Regions from separate parts of the Zea mays genome. Here region 2 is linked to region 1. A link is a contact called in public Hi-C data. All regions are on one chromosome and are shown on one strand. The core of a region is the stretch at or near the end of the contact, and the rest is flanking DNA. Distances in the headings are between cores, read along the strand shown.

Region 1 (4,563 bases), core at 1,044-3,543:
GTTACATAATCCATCACAAATACCAAACATAGTTATAGCCTTACGCACTTCATACTAAAAAATGCCTCCAGTGCCATGCTTATGCAAATCACACAATAACGAGATATTAAAAAATAACTATATTAGCCAAGAACAACTCCAATGACTGCATAAAATAGTCCAAAATTGGATCAGTTATCCATTTTTTCCCCTAACCATGCGCTCCTCTAAACTTGATTTTGTAAGGAGCATGTTCAATATGATAACAGCTGGAAAGTTGTGTTTGTAGATGGGCAGCAATAACCATAATAGATGGTAAATGTTTGGTTTATATAATAATTTCTACATGATGTAACCAGATCAAACAATAGAATGATGGACTCACCAAAGAGTAACTATCCTGCCCTGGAGATCGGTCAATGTAAGCGCTCCACTGGCGATCTTCTAACACCGGATCTTTGTAGCATATTTCAGTACATTTTCCTATGCCTGAGGAGTTGATAATGAGTAAGTCGCTACAGCCTCGAGAAGACGCAATACCATACACACGTTACCAGAGGCAGACAGACACTATGACAGGAGACAAGGATACCTACTGCTAACGATGAATTCTTAATCGACATAGAAACAGAGCAAGCAATTCTGAAATCAAACAATATAGCTCCAAAAATAGCTCAGTCCAGGGGATGACATCAAGTATACTCTGATACTCACACTCGTCCCAGGTGTCGCCGTCCGCGTTGCACCCCTTCTTGCAGAACACCCTCCCTGTAAATGAAAACCAAATGACAGAACCGAGAGGAGAGGAGAAGAGATGACCCGTTAGAGTGGAGCAAAACGACCAAATGATCCCCTTTCGCGGTGGGGGGAAGGTGAACGGAGGCACTGACATGGGATCTGCACGAGGCTCGCGTATTTCTTGGTGCAGCAGCTGCCGCACGGCGGCGTCCAGTCGCCGGAGAACATCCCGGTCAGCCTCCGGCGCCAATCCCTCCCGCGTCTCGCACGGACACGGATCGGTCGGCAGCGGCTGCCGAGGGATGCTGGTTACCGGGCCCCGGTATGGGGGAGGCGAGGGGCAGAAAATAGAGGTGGAGAGGGAGCGGCGGCGGCGCGCTATTCGGTTCGCACGCAGTCAGCTGGTCGGTGCGGAGCAAATTGGGGAGGTGTTTTATTATACTGCAAATAATAAAGAGCAAATTCTGGAGGTGTTTTTTTCAAGGCTCTCTTTGGATAGAGATTTTTGCCATTATAAAACACGACTCGCTCGGCTTCGACGAAACGAAGACGTCGGAAGAGATTCGATGATTTAAAAACCCACACGATGTGCAGACGCTGGTATAGACATGGATTCTCTCTAAGGCGCGCTGGACACAGCTTAATCCTCCGCCGTGAGGATTAGTCTGTGTGAGCATGGCTGTCGTCCGCAACGCCGTCACTGCTCCCGGCGTTGTCGCCCATGAGTTCCTCCTGAAGATCAGCTCTCCTTCTCTCTTCTTCCTTCCCATTCTCTCCAATAGATGCTAGGTGCCGTCCACATTGCAGTGCTGGCTGGGTGGAGATCGGCTAGGAGTACTAGCTGTTGTGACCTATTCTCCCCATTCCCCATCCCCTGCATTGCAGCTGGAGCCGACCGGAAAATGTGCACCAAGATATGTGTATTCCCCAGGAAGAAATTGAAGATCAGTGCTCACAGGCAGCAGTAGAACTGAAGAACGGAGCTCCACCAAGATCTGTGTTTGTTTTAGTGTGCCGGAGGACTAAAACAATATGCTTGTTTCAGTGTATTCCTTGTGTGTGTGAGAAGGTCCGTGTGTGTTTGGTTTCAGTTCTGTGTAGAACAGAAAATGTGCACATGAATTTCAGGTTTGTGTGTGTCCAAACATCAAGTTTGCATGTGTAGAATAGAAAATGTGCACATAAAACTTGATTTTTGAATCTGATTTTGTTCACTAACTGAATGATGTCTACTCTGCGGTTCCTCCCAGTACCGAAGGGAAGAGAGTGGGTAGACTAGAGAAACAGCAGAATGATAAAATCCTGAACTTTCTACTTGCCACAAGCTTTGATGAACCACTTGAATTATAAAACTTAAGCCCCAGAACAAACTCACAAGCAGGGAGGCCTATCACATAAATTATAGGGCTCACAAAGCTGCGGGCACAGTAGAAAACTAAATCTGAAAATGCACGAGTAGCTGACGGCAAAGGTGAAAGAAAGGTCACAATTAGCTGATGGCGTTATCTCTAGCAGCTAAATCTCTGTCTGTCGTATATAAGAGAGAATCCCTGTCCATATCAGCGACTGTGTGGTGACTATGTGTTGTGTGGGTTTCCAAATCGTCGAATTCCTTCTGAGCACTTCCATTTCGTTGAAGCCCACCGTGCCGTGTTTTATAATGTAAAAATCTCCTTTGGATAAGGTCGGTGGGAAGCAGTCCTTCGGTGTGGACCTCCCTCCGTCTCCCGGGCGGAAGCGGAAGTAAGCGAACGGGGCATCCACGTCCGCCATCCATGGCTGCCACAGGTACGCTTGCCCTTCTCCTCCCAGTGACCCTCTCCTCGAGGCCCTCCCACCGCACGCGCGGCTTCATGCAGATCCCACGTCGTCAGCAGCCGCGACGGCTCACAGCGGCGGCCACCGAAGCCTCCTCCTACAACCTACCATCTCGCTCCTCACCGGAGGCGCCGGAGACCAGGCAGATACGCCTGGAGACGGAGTCAGCACTGGAGTGGGGCGGCGTGTGCGAGCGGCTGGCCCACTTCACCGCCACTGCTGCGGGCCGCGCCGCCTGCGAGGGAGGGCGCGTCCCCGTCGGGCGGAGCCGGGAGGAGAGCGAGAGGCTGATCGACCAGACGGCGGCGGCGGTGCTGCTTCCGACGCCGCTCGATTTCGGCGGCGTCGAGGACGTGTCCGCGCTCGTCGCTGCGGCGGTCGCGGGCCGCGCGCTGGCGGTGAGGGAGCTTTGCGCAGTTGGGCGCAGCATCCGTGCCGTGCGGGCAGTGTTCCACCAGTTGAAGAGGCTTGCCGATGAAATGCCGGATGGAAGGTGAGGAATCGCTTTGGTGCTTGCTGATGAATTGGACGGCATTGAAACATGCCATCATCAGGCGTTAGTAGTATCTTTTTGTTTGATCATTGTGACTGTGTATTATGGATAGTCGATATTAGTTTTGTCATAGCTTTGTGGATGGAATGGAAACCATAGTGCTGATAATTCACCGGTTACTGTTCACGTATTCTTACACATTACAAGAGTCTATAAATATTTGTTGGTTCTTATTTTCAGATTCAAAAAAAAAATTCTATTTGTTCTCCTGCAGGTACTCTTCTCTTGTAGATATACTACAAGGTTGTGACTTCTTAACTGAGCTTGTTCAAAGGATAGAGTTTTGCCTTGATTCCACCCTTTCTCTTGTCCTGGATCGGGCAAGCAAAAAACTAGAGATAATCCGCCGAGAAAGGAGGAGGAACATCGAAATGTTAGAATCTCTACTAAAAGATACAGCTGCAAAGATTTTTCTAGCAGGTGGGATTGATAACCCTCTGGTCACCAAGCGCCGTTCTAGGATGTGTGTTGGTGTGAAAGCTTCACACAAGCATTTGATGCCTGGTGGAATCGTTCTAAGTTCCAGTGGCTCTGGCGCAACATACTTTATGGAGCCACAGGATGCTGTTGAGCTCAACAACAGGGAAGTTAAACTCTCAGGAGAGGAGAGAGCAGAGGAACTGGTAGTATTGAGCTTGCTTACCTCAATGATTGCAGACTCCCAACTGAAGATCAGAAATTTGATGGACAATGTTTTGGAATTGGACCTTGCTTGTGCTAGAGGGTCGTATGCCCTATGGACAAACAGTGTCAGACCAACCTTCACTGATAGTTATACCATTAGCCAATCAGACCAGTGCAATGACTATTCAATTTATATTGAGGGCATTCGCCATCCTCTTCTACTTGAACAGTCTCTTATGGCAGAAGAATCAACTACAGAAGCATCTGAAATGCCTGTTCCATTGGACATGTGGGTAAAAAAGAATGCAAGGATAGTTGTGATCTCTGGACCTAACACTGGAGGCAAAACTGCCACTATGAAGACCTTGGGGCTGTCCTCGCTTATGTCAAAAGCTGGTATATTCTTCCCAGCCAAAGGAAGGCCTAGGATTCCATGGTTCGATCAGGTTCTTGCAGATATTGGTGATCACCAGGTAGTCTCTGTCCTTTGATGAGAATTTCGCTAGTCACTTGTGGGACAATAAGCTCATTGATGAAAACTATTTTTTGGATTGAAGTCGCTGGAGCACAGCCTCTCTACATTCAGTGGGCACATATCACGTCTGCGCAAGATTGTAGAAATGGTATCAAAAGATTCTCTAGTTCTAATTGATGAGATTGGCAGCGGCACTGATCCAGCTGAAGGTGTAGCTCTTTCAACCAGCATTTTGAAGTATCTTGCAAGTAGAGTGAATTTAGCAATTGTGACAACTCATTATGCTGATCTAAGTCGGCTCCAGTCAGTTGACAACCGATTCGAGAATGCTGCAATGGAATTTTGTGTAGAAACTCTACAACCAACATACCGAATC
Region 2 (4,563 bases), core at 701-3,200, 290 kb before region 1:
GGTGTAAATCTAATAGTGTTCACCCCTCGTGTGTGACCTTTGTATGTATGGATGCAATTCTTCCTTCTTATATCCCATATCTTCAGATTAGTGTCCAGTGACCCAGAGGCAAAGAATTCCCCAAACGGATGAAAATCAACTGACATGCAGTTTGATCTATGTCCAGTAAGAGTGCGGACAACTGCATAGAAAATGAGCCAAGAGATGCAATTACTGAACGATTCATACATATACACATATAGTAAGTTAAATATTCATATCTGCATACTCTTTGCCTCCTCCAAATCCCATAGCTTTATTGTTCCACTGGCTGCTCCTGCAGCCACAAACACTTCCGTGGAATCAAAACCAACCGACTCCACAGCACTTGTGTGACCTGATAAGCTCTGTACGGCCACCAAAAAGTTAAAGTGGATTAAATAAAGTACTCCGTCCTTAAGAAACATTATTCATGACACCTATTTTAACTATATAAACGAACCATCCTCAAAACGCATTGCTGTGCGGTAGGTTGATATAACTAACTTAAAAGTATCTTTCTATTAATTGAATACTGGCATAAGGAGAACTGTGCTACATAAAAATCTGTTAGCGGTTGAAAAGGTGAAGTTCTCATCTTGTAACCACTTAGGTCAGCCAATAGTTTTTCAAGTGAGTTAAGAGTTTTGTTTTCCTACCCAACTGTGGAGCCGCAGTTTACAATCAGTCCATACGTAGAAACAGAACTAGAAAAACAGTCTTACCAGTATTGAATTGGGCTTCCCAATAGCCCAAAGATTGACCTTATGGTCCTCTCCTCCTGTGACAAGAACCCGCGAGGTCTTCCTCCCAATCTTGAGGCAGTTAACATTGGACGAGTGCGCCACAAACTCCTCTACACCAAATGCAAGTCAAGGCATTCCAATGTGTGCGAATTTAACAGCCCAATCTCCCTCGATGACTGATATTATTTGCATCAATGTACCACTTCAGACATTTTCACATACATGCCGGAATGCCAGCAATCGCACTTCTAGGATAATAAACGACAAATCAGTAACGACTACTCGATAATCACCAACAGCTAAATGTGACCTGCCGAATCTCGCAACCACAAAATACCTATTTAACAACTCAACAGAAACAGAAAATTAAGAGTCGGGAGCTCCTTCTCAAACTTGCTGACCCAAATGTTCCCCTCTACTGGTTGAACGACCGCGGCAGCAGCGATGGATCGGTCATACAAAAACCACTATGCAGCAACCCCGACAAGGAATTAAAAAAAGGAAGCGAAATAGCGCAAACGAAGCGACGAGGATACGGAGCTTGTAGGCGCGCTTGGTGTTGGTCGTCATGGCCGTCTACCTCCGCAGCGAATACCGCGCAGCCGGGTCCAATCTCATCTCAGATCACGCCGACGCCACGGCGCCACCAACGGGACCCGCCAGCCCTTCCAGCCCGGATCTCGCGCCGCGCCTGTCACCAGCACGAGGCGGCCGTAAGCCCGTAACACACTCCCGCCAGAGCCTCCCTCCCTCTTCCGGGGAACAAACCCTCCCTCGTTCGCCGCCGCCACTGCCCTGTGGGGGCGGGCGCCGCCGCCGCCGCCGCCGCTCGGAGTGACGCGCAGCGGAGGGGCGCGAGAGCGGAGGGGGGGGGGGGTGGCTGCAGGAGGGAATGTGGCTGCGTTTTCGGGTTTGGTGCGCGGTCGAGATGGATGCAGGACGGGGAGGGGAAACGGAGCTGTCTAGTCTGGTCTCTGGCTGGGGCCGGACAGGGCGCTGTGCGGTGGGGTGGGGAAGGCAGGAGGTGGAAGACGAGAGAGATGAGGGCTTGGTTCGAAAATTTTCGAATTAAAAACAGCTGGGGGTTGGAGCTGAGGAGGGATCGCCGATTAAAAATGGCGCTGCGGCGTTGGGCAGTGGGGGGAGGTGGATCTTGTCTTCAGCTCGTCTCACCTCCCGTTTTGTTATGATAGCATTTTCCAAGTCTGTATTCTCTAACCTTTTTCAACTTGCTTTTCTCCATCTCCTGATAATTATTTTTTTGTTCTGAGTTTAACTGAATTTTTTTGAACACAACAATAATACGTACAGAACCAAATCAAACCAGCGCCCTTCGCTGCCTAATTTATTACAGTTTACTTTAGTTTTTCAATTTGATCGACTAACTTTAAACAAGTTTATAGAAAAGATAACCGAGAACTAAACACACTTTTATTATAAAACAACTGTTCATAATTTACGTCTAGAATACCATAAATAATCCCTATGTCCTAAAATAAAATTCGATTTATATATACTTTATATATGTGTCTATATTCATTGTCATTCATTTTAATACAGACATAAAAGCCAGAGCTAAAACGACTGTTATTTTAAGACGGATGGAGTATTATTGTACAGATTTTCTTGTATAAACTATATTTAATTTATAATAAGTTGTTTTAGGACAAACTTATATTTTGGAACCGAAGAGAGTTGAATCTTTCGCGTGAAGTAATTTGATTTATTCACTAAACACATGACGATGAGTTGTTTGTCGGGTCATTTACACGCTACTAAGATAAGATTGTACGCTATCATGTAGTACAATTAGGCAATCACATCTATCTAAGCGTTTGGTCTAACCAAATAAGGTAGGGAGTAATCAATGGTGGTGACAAATGTCCTGTACTTGGTTGAACTGAACGCAGCGTGCTGGACAGCGGAGGAGGGGTTCACAATGGTTCTAGTTCTTTTGTATAAAACCGATGGAGAAGCAAAATTTTCACCGAGGTGACAGAGCTCGCCGAAACTCTATCAAACGGAGGCTTTAGTTGCATTTATTTTTTTTCACGGAAGTCAACCCTCAACCCACAAGAAATTGCAGGATAGCTACCCTTGTAATTTATATTTATACTCAAATCCAATGACCAATATTATTTAGATAATCTCTCTCACCCACCTTTCTCTCCCGCGACACCTCCTTTCTAACCTCCTCCCCTCCTCCAAGTTCTCCCTCTCACTCGCGCATTGGTGTAGCCACCGTCACCTCCCCACGTCGCCGCCGGCGCCATCGAACCCTTATCTCTACTCTATGAGAAATTTAGCGTTAGCACAGGCTATATACTAGTTAGCTGGTAATTTTTCATGCAATGCACAAAGAGGATGATGTTTTTTAGCGCAAGAAGTGATAGCTAATAATTAATCAATGGCAGCTCCCATCTCGGTGGTGGCTTCATGATTAGGAGTAGTTCAGTTGGCTTGTCGAGGAAACTTGGGATGGCATTGGTGGAACCGAAACGAAAGATCCCATAGGTTTGTCTGCTGGCACGTCTTCTCTTTTTTTTTCTCTCTCTCTGAAAAAATAATTGAAACCACTGCATGGCATAAGACTTTGTTTGCATATTTGTATGTTCATAATAGGGTAATGTATTATGTGCAAACCAAGTTTCTATGTAAATTACGTGCAAACCAACTAACAAAAAATTTTAAAAAAAATCGAAAAAATATAGATATACTTTTTTGCCTACTCTACCACTGTATAAAATTTAAATTTAAATTTACAGATGCGATGCAGAGAGAGAGGAGTGACGGCTACGCTGTGGGGCATGTCTCTTTTAACCTAGCACACGAGCACATTTATCTATAAACATCTGCTAATAGACTTTTTTAACCTAAAATTCAGTTAGCATTTTCGTAAATTATAATGATCACTCGAACATATCATCGACATTTTAGTTCAATTTTAAAAAGTGTAGCCCAAAGGTCTATTTTGAAACGGTGTGGGTATGGACCAGGCGTCGTAGCCTATTCCCGTACTCCCTTCTTGGACCAGAAAAAAAAACGTGGCACAGACTACAGAGGAACTATCGCTAAACAATACTAGTACTGCAGTAACGTATACAGCTGCTTAACTGTATGGACGAGAAGACCGCCGACGACGCGCCTGCCTGCCTATGGTTGGTCGTTGTCACTCCATTTGGACACGGCACCCACCTCTCTTCGTGGCCATTTCGATGTGGTCGCACGGCGGTGTTCTTCTGCTCCTGCTCCGCCGCGCCGAATTCGCACGTGCTATGCCGCCCCGTAGCCGCACACAAAGGCCTCCCGTGTAGTACAGGTAGAGTCTCAGGCTGCCCGCAGCCATGCACTGGGAAGGGCACGCTAAAGTTTTAGCGCAAGGCAATACGCTGCAGCGGGAACTAAAAACGGCACTGGAAACTGCATGCATCGCGGCGGTACGCCACTCCTAGCGCTCGTACGGTGCTGCTCTATCCACTGTGCACGAGGACGGCAGCCGATGCCGCGCCCGCCTGGTTGGACCACGTGGAGGACGTGTAGTGTGTTTCCAGGGATAGGGTTAGATATAGAGTAAATATGAGTGCGGAGAATTGTGGTATAGAGTAAAGAATCTCGCTGACCAGAATAGAATATTCTTTTTAGAGTAAAAATTTAGGGTTGTATGAGTGTGGATAGCCTCAGCGGTTGCTCTTTCTCTCTCTCGGTTTAACACGTGGTATTCATTTGCTGGTGATGCATGCAGCAGTAGCATAGGGGCAGTGCGAGCTGCATGTGCTGTTGTAAAAAAAAAAAAAAAAAT

What was found. Hi-C and Micro-C count contacts between places; a contact is called where the count stands out from the background.
Region 2: a contact with region 1 is called in a Hi-C map of tassel, with 2.6 times the contacts expected there. The contact joins the promoter of LOC103645759 here to the promoter of LOC103645753 in region 1. A contact is called at or near these places in 2 of 25 Hi-C or Micro-C datasets (leaf and tassel).

What each region holds. Positions count from the first base shown.
Region 1 is chr2:1,537,251-1,541,813 of Zm-B73-REFERENCE-NAM-5.0, reverse strand. It overlaps LOC103645753 (endonuclease MutS2), which reads left to right and starts at 2,293. Exons shown (of 7, transcript XM_008670455.4): 1 at 2,293-2,505; 2 at 2,577-2,752; 3 at 2,754-3,028; 4 at 3,303-4,185; 5 at 4,270-4,563. The coding sequence starts at 2,493. LOC103645754 reads right to left here and starts at 1,102. Exons shown (of 5, transcript NM_001301489.1): 1 at 870-1,102; 2 at 694-747; 3 at 365-468. The coding sequence starts at 945.
Region 2 is chr2:1,822,517-1,827,079 of Zm-B73-REFERENCE-NAM-5.0, reverse strand. It overlaps LOC103645759 (katanin p80 WD40 repeat-containing subunit B1 homolog), which reads right to left and starts at 1,950. Exons shown (of 18, transcript XM_008670466.3): 1 at 1,301-1,950; 2 at 744-874; 3 at 269-386; 4 at 1-181. The coding sequence starts at 1,334.